2 separate regions of the Mus musculus genome follow, and region 2 is linked to region 1. A link is a contact called in public Hi-C data. All regions are on one chromosome and are shown on one strand. Each heading gives the region's core, a stretch centred on a gene start, on an enhancer-like site or on the middle of the called end of the contact. The rest is flanking DNA. Distances are from core to core; before and after follow the strand shown.

Region 1 (6,238 bases), core at 2,442-4,941:
CCCAACTTCCCTTGGGTTCCCCAGAAGCCCTGGTTTGTAAAAGGACCTCTGGCTTGTGTGTTAGGATACTATTCCTTTAAGCCACAAAAGTATCTATGGAATCAACTTGGCCTTCTCGCTGAGCGCAGATGCCTGTGGAATAAAAGGACCACTGGGTGCCTGTTAACTACTTATTTCACAGGCAGAAAAGAGCAAAAGAAGGAGGGTGAGAGGGCAGAAAAGCCAGAGAGGAAGAAAGGACGAGGGAGGGAGAGAAAGAAACACGTTGAACAGATGTGGCTTTCTGGCTTATGGGCCTCTGGGCCTCGGTAAATTCCACCGTAGACTGTCTGGAAATGCTTTGATAGTTCTCATCAGGTGGAGAAGGTATACCAGTTAACTATTTCTATAATAACAAGGTGCCTTTACTCTTGACAGTCTAAAGCAGAAGTAATCTATCATTTCCTGTAATTTTTTTATTTGTTGGTGTTGATTGCTGGTTTTGTCTTAGACTATCAGTTCAACAGAGGAGTCAGGAAGATTTTGATATCCAAGATGGCCTCTTTTATGTCTTTTCATGCTTCCACTTAGAACTTGGTGCTTGTATCTCAGACACAGACTGCTGATAGACCAGCTTCCTTAGGGGAGATGGTGGTAGAAGTCACAGATCCTTGTAGACTAGACACAGGGACTTCTAGCTTCGCTTGCTCTTAGTTTTGCTGGCAAGAGTCCATGCTACCTCCTGATGGGAGGAGTGTCACAGGTTTTGTGGTCTGTGTAACCTACCATAGTTTTTCTTTGCCCACCGTTATTGATATTCTTTGAATACAAATTTCTCTTTCAGATAGGAATACTTCACAGTCAATGTTCTGAGATCATGCTTGTGTTTTATTCTATAGGAAGAAATCTAGAGGTACCCACCAATAGTGGCTTGTTTGTTATGAGTTAATCTTAGTTCTAGGGAACCCATGAGAAAGGAATGACTCACTCACCTTGGTGTATGCTAAGAGAAGAAGGAGATGACGAGGAGAAAAGCATAGCAGTGATTTACTGTATTTCATGGGCCACCAGGATGCTTCTGCTGGCTTTTCCCAAGGTCACTGATTCTGTTTACAGGCTGCCTTTATGTTTGGCCTGCCTAGAATGGCTGTGACTTCTCCTTCATCACCTTCTATACCAATTTCTCTACAGCAGGAGTCTTCACAGAGTGATTGTCTGAGGATAACATTGTCTGAGTCAAATCCCACTGTATTAGCAATTACTAGGCCTCTGTTCAAATCTCTTAGCATTGCCCAGACCCTTCCAGTCCATATTTATAATTCCATCTCCTTTATCTCTTGGCTTCTTCATAGTCACTAGCTGGAATTTCCATACATACTATGGATACAGATCCAATGTTTTAGTTAGGGTTTCCATTGCTATGAATAGACACTTTAACCAAGGTAACTCTTAAAATGGCAAATATTTAATTGGGACTGGTTTACAGTTTCAGAGGTTTAGTTCATTAGCATCACAGAAGAAATCACAGCAGCACACAGGCAGATATGGTGCTGGAGAAGGAGCTGAGAGTTCTGAATCTTGATTCATGGGCAACCAAGATAAGCTGACATCCTCAGGCAGCTAGGAGGAAGCTCTCTTCTGCCATAGGTAGAGCCTGAACATAGGGGGAGATCTCCAAAGCCTGGCCCCCACAGTGACATACTTCCTCCAACAAGGCCACACCCCTGAACACTCTACCACTCTCTAAGGGCCAAGCATATTCAAACCACCACATCCAGGTTGTGTGCCCAGTAAGCACTGAGACCAACATACCCATGCTTAGTCTTTGGCCATCAGTAGGTTTAGAGGCAGGGATTCTTGTTTCCAACTCTGATTTGGCCTGAAAACACATCTTCTTTCCTTCCCTGAAGCCACAATAGAAATGAAAGCAGCCCCTAACTTCAACCTGTTTGTATGGACTCTACATCTATCAAGACAGTGCTTCTCCTTTTCTGTGGTCAGATTTCCCCTGGAGGGCAGGTTTCTCATCAGCTATGGTGTCTCCAAGATCGGACTCTAATGGCACTGCCTCCTGCTGTTCACATTCTGTGTAATCTTCTTCCCGTGAGTGTGAACAGGACATAGTGACTTGCTTCTAGTCAGAGAAATCAGAAGTGAGGAAGTGTCCCTTCAGATAGTAGGCTATTAAAAGCTGTGACTTTCCTCCTGGGTATTATCTTATGTTCTTGCCTGAGTTTCTTACTGTGGGAGAATCCAACAGCGTTAGTTAGCTTCTCATTATTGCAACAAAATGCTTGACTTTTACAACTTAAAGGAATGTGCTGGTTAGGTTTTGTCTGCTAAACACAAACATAGATGCACATAGGAAGAAGGAATCTCAATTGAAGAATTGCCTCTATCACACTGTTCTGTGGGCAGGTCTGTGGGGAATTTTCTTCATTAATAATTGATAATAGGGAAGTTATCCCAATGATGTGTGGTGGTCCTGGTATATAAAAGGAAACTGAGCAGGCCATGGGGAGCAAGCCAATAAGGAGAATCACTTCATTTTCTCTAATTCAGTTCATATCGTCAGGCTCCTGCCCTGAGTCCCTGCTTGGCTTTTCTTTGATTATTGACTATGAAGGGTAGTTGTAAGATAAAATAACCCCTTTCCTCCTCCAGCTGTTTCTGACCTTGCTGTTTATCACAGCAATATAAATCAAACTAGGGAAGGAACAAATATTTGATTCATGGTTTCAGAGGTTTCAGTCAATGATCATTTGGCCCCATACAATTTGGTCAAATATCAAGGCAGTGGGAGCTTGTGATAGACAAGAGATGCTTACTGCATGGTGGCCAGGAATCAGCAAGCAGGACATAGGTAGGGGCTGGGGACCAGGAACCCTCAAATGCCCACTCCAGTGACCATTCTTCCTACAGTGAAGCCCCATCTTCTAAAGTTTCCTTCTTCCTATAAATGTCTATGTTTGTACCAAGCTGACAAATCCCCCAAAACAGTACGATTAGCTATGGACCAAGTGTTAACACAAGAACCTTTGAAAGACATTTCACAGTCTAGCCACAATAGCAGAGCTATGAGACACCTTTGTGGAAAAGTGAATATCCATCAGCCAAGGCCCCAAACAAACAACATACAAAACAAAGCAACAAAACAACAGAACAAAATTTCAGTAATAACAAAAACGCAAAAAGATAATTTAACCAAAATGATCATTTGGGGAAGATGGAATTTAAACGTTTCAGCCCAACTTTGGGATCCTGACTTGAGCGTAAATAGAGATTGATGGAAGTGGGTGAGAAGAAGTAAGAGTCTTTGTCCAGTTGTCTCCAGTTGATCCTATCTGGTTCTGCAGGGTGTCCTTGAAGAGTTCCTCACTGCTTAAGGATTCAGAGATATGTTCCTGCTTGAGGGGTGAGGCTTCATGGGCTAGTGTGTGTGTGTGTGTGTGTGTGTGTGTGTGTGTGTGTGTGTGAGAGAGAGAGAGAGAGAGAGAGAGAGAGAGAGAGAGAGAGAGAGACTCTGTTGTTCCTGAAACCCCAAACATATAAGGTTGGAAAAACTCACTGGAGACTTTCAGGCACCTTTTTGGAGGTCAGGGACAGGGTGGCATAAATCCAACTGTAAAATGCCTCAGCTGCTCTTATCTCTGTGCATTGGGCTTTGAAGGGGGATGTGATCTGTCAGGTTTCACCAGCTTTTAGACAGACACTTACTGCATGATTAACATGTCTACATGCAGAGGTAAGCAGGAGTCTGTCCCAAAGTAAAAGAGACAGATATAGACCAGCTTAATGAGGCATGACTGTGATCTCAGAACTTGAGGAAGAAAGATTGGTTCAAGTTCATAGCCTGCCAGGGTTATCTAGTGAGACCCATCTAAAAGAAAAACTGGAAGAAAAAGGAAAAGAAAAAAATATAAAAGGAGACAAATATAAAATGAAAGCTGAGATGCCAGGCTTTTATCTTGCCCTTAGTTAGCTTGAGGGTCCAAGCAAAGAGTTCTGGTTTTCAGTTAAAGCAGTAACTAACTACTGGTAACAACAAGAGATGGTGGCAGGCATGGCTGATTTTCTGATCACAGCCTTGAGGGAAAGTTAGCCAGCACCCCATGGCTAAGATACTCCTGGGTTCCTGACCTCAGGACCCATGAGATTATATATACTTGCTCTCTCCAGCTGCTCCATCTGGGAGAGCCAGATAATTTGTTATGCAGAAATAGGTAACTGCTATGCCGTCCCTTCTGCATCTTCAGCTACTTCCTCTGTACAAATGTACATAGTCAAGGGGCACCCCTGAACAGCTGTTCTGAATAAAACTAAAAGAAGCAAGAAAGAGAGACACAGACACAAGGAGGGGCGAGAGGCATCTGGAAGATGTCTCCCGCTCCTCAGTCATTTGCTCTGCGTTTCTTCCCTGGATGCCGAGGTCTTTTAGAATGATCAGCCAAGCTGAAAACAGTCTTCTCAGGGTTAAGATGGCATCGACAAGTAATTTAATGCTTTCTTTTGATTGGATTAGTGGCTAAGCCATTGACTAGTCTCTCCAGCTGAGACAAGGAAAGTTTAGCCCAGTTAAATTAAATCTCTTCGGCATCATTGGTTCGAACAGCCTACTCACTTCTGCACCAGATGCTCAGAACATTTTTGTTGTTGTTGTTGTTGTGGAATGTGAAGAGAAGCAAAAAGAATGAATCCTCTTTGCTTAGGCGGGAGGACTGATCGCCTTACCTACCCAGCATGATTATTGCAGCACATATGGTTTAGAGGCGCTGAGAAAGGTAATGGATCTGCCGGAATTAGCACCTGACTTGGGCGAGCACCGGAGCAGAAACTCTCCCTCCTTTTAACACGCGGGCTCAGTGAGGCAGGCCAAGCCTCATAATCACCATCGATTATCTCATTCGCCATGACTCCTGGGAAATCTTGGGTGAAAGCAAATTGAATCCGATATTTGCTGCCTCTGTTGTCAAAGAGACCACTTTCAGATTAATTCCAGGATGACAGCAGCCCAGACAATGGAGCCCTGCAGTAGTGTGACCAAAGGGGCTGCCAGGCACAGAGAGAAGATGCCCCTCTTGTGAGCAGATGTATAGAGAAGGTGGCTTTGGAGCAAAGCACCATCAGAACATAGAGGATTAGTCACAGAGGGTGGCTCCTTCAAGGAACTGATTGTTAACAAAGGTTAATTAAACCAGGCCCAGGCCTCATTGCTCCCGAGGGTGTCCTTGGCTCCCTAAGGAGGAAACTGCTGCCTGGGGGCTCTGGGATAGGACTCCAGGCACAAAGAGAATAAACCCTCTCATGGACCCAGGCTGGGTCATTCCAAGGACTCCCTTGGCCTTAGGGAAGGAGGATGAATCAGTGAAACTTGAAAAGGGCAAGTGTTTGTTTACAGGGAGACAAAGATTAGGGGCTGGCAAGTCCTTCTGGAAGCCCAGTGGTATCACTGATTGAGAACTCAGCCCTGAAGGCTGAATTCTCTGCTAATAACCTGCTTAGAGAGCAACCCGTAGCAAGTGCAGACTCTCTTCTCATTTAATTTATATTACTTATTTAATTAGCTATTTATTTGTTTAGTGTGTGTGTGTGTGTGTGTGTGTGTGTGTGTGTGTGTGTGTGTGTGTGCTTGATCATGCATTCATGTACCTGGGTGTGTGTTTATTGTAGTTTAAACCAGTATTTCATACAAGCTAGGCAAGTCTCTACTAAGTGCCCAGCTCTTTCACTGTTCTTTTTTAGACCCAGTGTTCTGTACTTCCCCAGGCTAGCCAGAACTACTATTTATCTCAGAACAGGGCTTGATCTTGATCTCCTCCTACTTCAGTTTCCCAAGGAACCAAGATTACAGACCTGTGCCAGTAGATCCAGGCAAGAATCATCTATTTCTGACCCTGAGAGAGGAGACTTCCCAAAAAGGGGATCCATTCTTTTAATCAGGGGCTCCAGATCACATGTGTTACAATTCCCAAAGAGCATTGTGGTCTGACTATCATGGGCAATAAACACCATACCAGCCAGAAAAAGCAACTAGAGTGAAATCAGTCTTCAGGAACCAACCCGGCTGGCAAGTTGTGCCTGTGGGCCTCATCAAGTAGAGTCAGTGAGACATTCGGGTGGTATTATTTATCCAGTACCTGACCTTGTGGCAAACATTATAGGTTTGCATAAATGACAAAAGTGACACAAAAAGAGAAGCATTTCTGTTTTAGAAACCCAATCACCTTAGGTACCTGCTCTCCTCTCAGGCTTGGTGTGT
Region 2 (5,517 bases), core at 811-3,310, 400 kb before region 1:
GGTAAGTATGGGTATAAGAGGGATTGAAAGGAGGAAAGGGTTGTAAAAACATTTTTAATGAAATTTATAAAACAAATAAAGATATAGTTAAGCATTATATAGCTCAAGATAGAAAATGGAATTTTGAATATATCCACTGTAAAGAAATGTTAAAACTTAAAAATGGTAAATATGACAATTATGAGTTGCTCACTAACACATACAAGAGTCAACACTGTGCCTCCTAAACACTAAAAATATTATGCTTTAATTAAATGCCAAAACTTAATGGCAAATAAGTGCACACACACTCACAAATAAGGTACATGTATGAGTCTGTTAATGTCTTAGACATTGTTTTCATCTGCCTGAATCCATTCTTCATTATTTCCTAAAGAAAACAAGTTGTTTGACTGTGTAGAGATTGCCATTGCCTGAATTTTATTGATTTCATCCCTGTGTATAACTTAAAATTTCTTTGGTCCATTGCATTTTGAACTAGAGGCTTGATCTCAGGTTTTATTTCTGGCAGGAATACTTCACATTTAGTGTTGGTCCTTTCTTCAGGAGACATACTATGTCTGGTTGACTTTAAACAGCATCAGCTAATGAATGGATGCCAAGATTCATTCATTAATTAGCAGCTCAAAACTAATATTCAAGTTATAAATGTTTTCTTGACTTACTGGCTGGATGTTGCACTAAAAAGGAAAGTTGTTTTCATCTTTGAGTTATAATCAAACAGTGATGTCCACCATTGTCACCTGCCCATCAGGAATTGAGATTTAGTGGTGAATAAGTATCTGGGGACTGTGTGGCCTGAAAGCCATGTTTCCTGGAGCGGTGGAATGACACTTGTCACTAGGAGTGTCAGATGTATGGTAGGAATTAAAAAAAAAAAAAAGGAAGAAGAAGAAAAAAAAGAACGAATTACCAAATTACGCACAATGCTTGAGGTAGTCCTGGGCTTTGTAGAAGGGTGAGTGGGTGAGTGAGTACACTCCTCAGATGTGTTCAGTTGGGCTTTATAAGCTTAATATAAATATGAGGTACACAGATATAGAGGGTTATATTAGTTCTTCCTGTATACTATATCTACCTCTCCTTATTTTATAAATATACTCATGTCATCTCAATCAACCTAAATTTAAGGTCCTCAACATGAAGATTTACAAAGAACCTGTCCAAATTCCATTTTCTTATCTTCATGTCTGTCTAACAGACTTTCAGAACAACAGAGGGAAGAGAAATCTGGCTCCAACAGCCAGAGGCTTACTCTCCAATATGCAGTACTGATAACATGTTTGCAGACTACGACTTTTGAAACCAATAGATCATCAGACAAATGAGAAGGCAGTTAGTTACCCAGAGTTCCCAAGAGGAAGAGACACAGGTGCCATGAGGAACACACTGAAGAAAACAGCAAGTTTGAACACAGATACTTTTATTTAAAACAGCCCACCAAACTTGGCCGAGATAATGAAGGCAGATGGGTAACTAAATTCAAGATACTCTAGATTTTTTTCCTTCTAATACATTGAAGAGTTGTCTGATTCTGACCACTAAACTAAGGGCTGTCAACAAGAAAACTTACAGCCTTGAGCTATGACTTGGGACCTGCACACCATCCACAGCATGGCCACTAGGTTCTGAGAATGAGTGTCCCACAGGCAAATGTATACAGGAAACAGAATCCACACAATATCCCCATGTTACACTCTACTGAATAAGTAGATAATGTACCAGCCCAGAGTCCAGGGAAAGGAGAATATGTTCTCCTCTCAGTGGGGAGTGTAAACACAGCCATCATCATTAATCTGCCATATAACACAAAGCCAGACACAAGAGAAGCCAGATCCTCTTTCAGATCTGGAAAGTATAGGAAGCAGAAGCAATATGGGCCTGGCCTGTGAGCAAAACAGTGCCACAGCTTGATGCTAATAATATCTTTTTCATCTGATTGGAAAAGAGATTTTAACTGTTTACCCTTAATCCATGCTTTAATCAGGATGGACTAATGGGTGTGTTGTTCTTCATTAGTCATGTTGGGGATACTGTGAGTGCTTTTATCAGCACACTAAGTCTTTTGTGAAACACGCCAAGTTTCAGTGATGAGTGTGATTAACTTCCTTCCATCTGTCCCACCTTCTCCCATCTGGAATGCCTACTTGTCCCACTTAGGCCTCACATCTGGCCTCCGAATCTTTTTTCTCTTTGCAATTTCCATTTCTGCGGTATTCTTTTTGCTCTAAATGTAAGAGTTTTACTTTGGACTACGTCCCTTCAGCCCCTAATTGAATATCTGGAAGTGCCCAGTCTTTATTTATTTATTGAGGTGAGAGTGGAGGAATCACACATAACATATTAAGTCTTTAAGTTTAAAGATACCGTTACCTATAATGGGTTCTGGTGCATGCACACTTGTGTATGTATAAACATGTATATACACTCCCGCTTCCAAGTATTCATGACAAGTTAGCAGATCAGCATCTTTGCTCTTGTGGGTATTAGGTCATATCTTTTAAAACCAACTACAGCTTCTCAACATGCCTTTACTATAATTAACATTTGTGATTGATATTTTCACATAAATCATAGTGTCTTAAAGATATATGAGGTAAGAATAAAGCTAGTATTTTCCCACATAATCAATACTATATGCAATCCTCAAAAAGCAGCATTTTAATAGAAATGTAATATGAAAAAGATATGATTTACAGATTATCCTACATGTGCTGTGGAGATCAATCCCCCTTTAGGTTTCTCACACTGTGATTCTACCTATAAAAGATTCATCTGAACTAATCTGTCTAAATTTCTTGAATTCTAGGATTATAAAGAGAAGGAGGAGTTGGCCTAGAAACTGTCTTTGAAAGTTTTTATTCTGGTATAGTAAGAAGTTCTGTAACACTGTGTTTAAAATTATTCTTATGGTAAAGAACAGAAAGGAGCCAAAGCCATCTTTGCTTGGTCTTCCACTATCTATCTTTGTCCTATTCTTTTGTCCTCCAACCTCCAACTCATACTTGCCCTTTGTTCTCATCCTTTGTTCTCTACCCCAACTCCTACCACCAAAGAGAAATGGGATCAGGAAGGCGAGTCTTAGAAGGGAGGAATCTTACTTCCAACATCCTTGTTATCTGTCTTGGTTAGGTTTCCAAGCCACCTCAAACGCTGGAGAGAGCTTCCATGGTTTGTAGGAGGCTTCCCAGTGGATACACCAGATACCCTCTGAATTTAGAGCAAGTCTCCTACCAGCTGGCATTCCAGGAAGCCCTCCACAGCTTCTAAATCCTGAGACACACTTGAAACTACTTCTATCTGAAGATGCTGTGTTTCATGGAAGACTACTGACCCCAAGGCAACTGCTACTCAGGACAATCATTTCTGTGAGTAGACTGTTCACAGAAAAAAATTGCTCTGGTACTGTTTGTTTGTTAGTTTCTTGACACGGCCACTGGAGTAATTTACAACCAAGCAGAAAGCTACAACTTCTGCCTTTAGCCTGGCTTTTCTGTCAAAGCTGTGGGGGTAAAGATCTATAGTGAACTACTAAGCTGTCACAAAACTGTCAAATTTAACACAATGAGTGGAAACTAGTCAGGAGTTATTACACATCTATTATAGCATTTTCAGCACATTAAAGATTAATTTTTAGTCTACCTAGATTGAGTCTTCCCTATAAACATATATACATACATGTCTGCTGAAACCACATGATTTGAGAGGTCTATGGATGCACATCAGTATCTTTGTACGCATAGATGCTTGCCTTCTTCTTGGTGCCTCCAAGGCCACCATGATGGGTTAGATTTGTAGACAACTCTCATACAAACCAGATGCACAGCATCTTCTCATTTTTCTCTTGCTTCTTTAATTTAGGTGTATAATGTCTATTGTTTGCTCATTTTAAATCTAAGAGAATGGAAAGATGCCTTAGCAGCAAACAGCACTTACTTGCTCCTCTTGCACCTACCTCAGGCAGTTCACAACTACCTGGAATTCCATTCTAGGGCATCCGGCACTCTCCTCTGGCCTCCATGGGCACCTCAGATGGCAGCAGAGCCTCTTCAGGTCCGTCCCTGCTCTCTACAATCATCCATCCAGCTTGTGGCAGAGGCTCTCCTTGCAGAGACACTTGAGAGAAAGGGTTTCTTTGATGGCCCAAAATGTGACAGGAAGAATAGTCCTGAAGAGATATACAGCTTCTGTCTAGCAACCCTGTGCCTAGCATTAGGAAGTGGGGTGTAAACACACACAGCCCTGCTGCAAATACAACTGTCATGGAACTATGAAGACTCATGGATCTTATTTTCTGTGATAAGAATTTCTTGGCAATTGATTCTTCCAACTGTTTTGTTTCTTACATCTTTTCCGTGATTGATTATCAATCAATCCAAGGCAGATGTTGACTCTAGATATGATTGCTACATATATTGACACTGATGCTCACATTTTGAAACTTTTTGTAAATTTTGTGGATTTATAAACTAGGAAACCCTAAAGGTAAGTGACAATGATGTACAGGGAATAGGCTGCTCTCATACATGGTCCGAGAGATGTGCCAGAAGCAGGGCTTAAATTCAAAGTTCATATGTTTATAACCCTCAAATGTCACACGTTAGATTTTGAGTTCTCAGAGAATCTCCTCAGTACTATTCTCATTAGGCTAAAGATGGGAGAAAGTGGCCCATTCCCTTTCCTGCAAGGTGTTGTTGAAAGATAAAGAAGAAAAATATTTCTAAATCCACTTTACACCTAAGAGATTGACATTTGTGTATCATCAAGCAGTTGCTTTGCGTGGGTAACTCAGGAACTCACTATGAAATTGGAAGAAGTACAGAGTCTGTTGTTTTGGTTGGTCTTGTTAGAACTTTGATAGAAACTCTCAATTTATAGCCTTTAAGTAATGCTGTTTTGGTCAATTAAGAAGACACAGTTTGTGAAAAGAAAATCTATTCATATTGCATTCGCAAAATCAATACATATAAAAACATTAGATATATTCCAAAATTATAGAGAATATCTATAATCTTGAATATATAGAGGTTCAACTGCATTATTGTTAACAGGGGTTATTACTAACATTGTTTTAATAAGCCAGTGTTGCTTATAGTCATTTGGGAAGAGGATAAAAAAAAGAAAATTATCTTTCACTGTCTTTGCTGCTGAAATTCCTACAATAATGAGGAAAAATAAAGTTTAGAGTCCAAAAGATTTCTTTTTTAATTTTAAGTGAAATGAGCTCATCTTCTCAAGTAGCATCTTCTCATCTTGCTGAATCATATAGATTTGAATATCTAGCTGGTTCTTGATACTCGACTTTAAGTATGATTGATAGCGGCAGATTGACCTTGGATGTCTTAGTCTCCCTTAATTACTGATTAGAGATCTGCCACCTGCCTCTGTTGCATCTCTATCACCTGGAGTAGCAGCAGTCAATAATTCCATCACATGCTGTAATTGCTCACAAGTGTGTTTCCTTTACTTCTAATGATATAAGTGATATTTGATTTGGCGACACTAGACACTTGGAAT

The links. A called contact is a pair of places that touch in the nucleus more often than the background predicts.
Region 2: a contact with region 1 is called in a Hi-C map of the N1E-115 cell line, with 2.3 times the contacts expected there. The contact joins two enhancer-like sites. A contact is called at or near these places in 1 of 484 Hi-C or Micro-C datasets (the N1E-115 cell line) and 1 of 9 other capture datasets (embryonic stem cells).

The regions. Positions count from the first base shown.
Region 1 is chr2:142,588,599-142,594,836 of GRCm38.p6, reverse strand. No RefSeq gene overlaps it. Among named protein-coding and RNA genes, the nearest start is that of Kif16b, 310 kb to the left of the region's middle. Within about 2 kb of position 3,691, at least 15 of the 459 cell types and tissues checked have an H3K27ac peak or open chromatin away from gene starts, as enhancers often do. A contact at or near this core is called in the N1E-115 cell line, where this site is marked.
Region 2 is chr2:142,992,579-142,998,095 of GRCm38.p6, reverse strand. No RefSeq gene overlaps it. Among named protein-coding and RNA genes, the nearest start is that of Snrpb2, 68 kb to the left of the region's middle. Within about 2 kb of position 2,060, at least 4 of the 459 cell types and tissues checked have an H3K27ac peak or open chromatin away from gene starts, as enhancers often do. A contact at or near this core is called in the N1E-115 cell line, where this site is marked.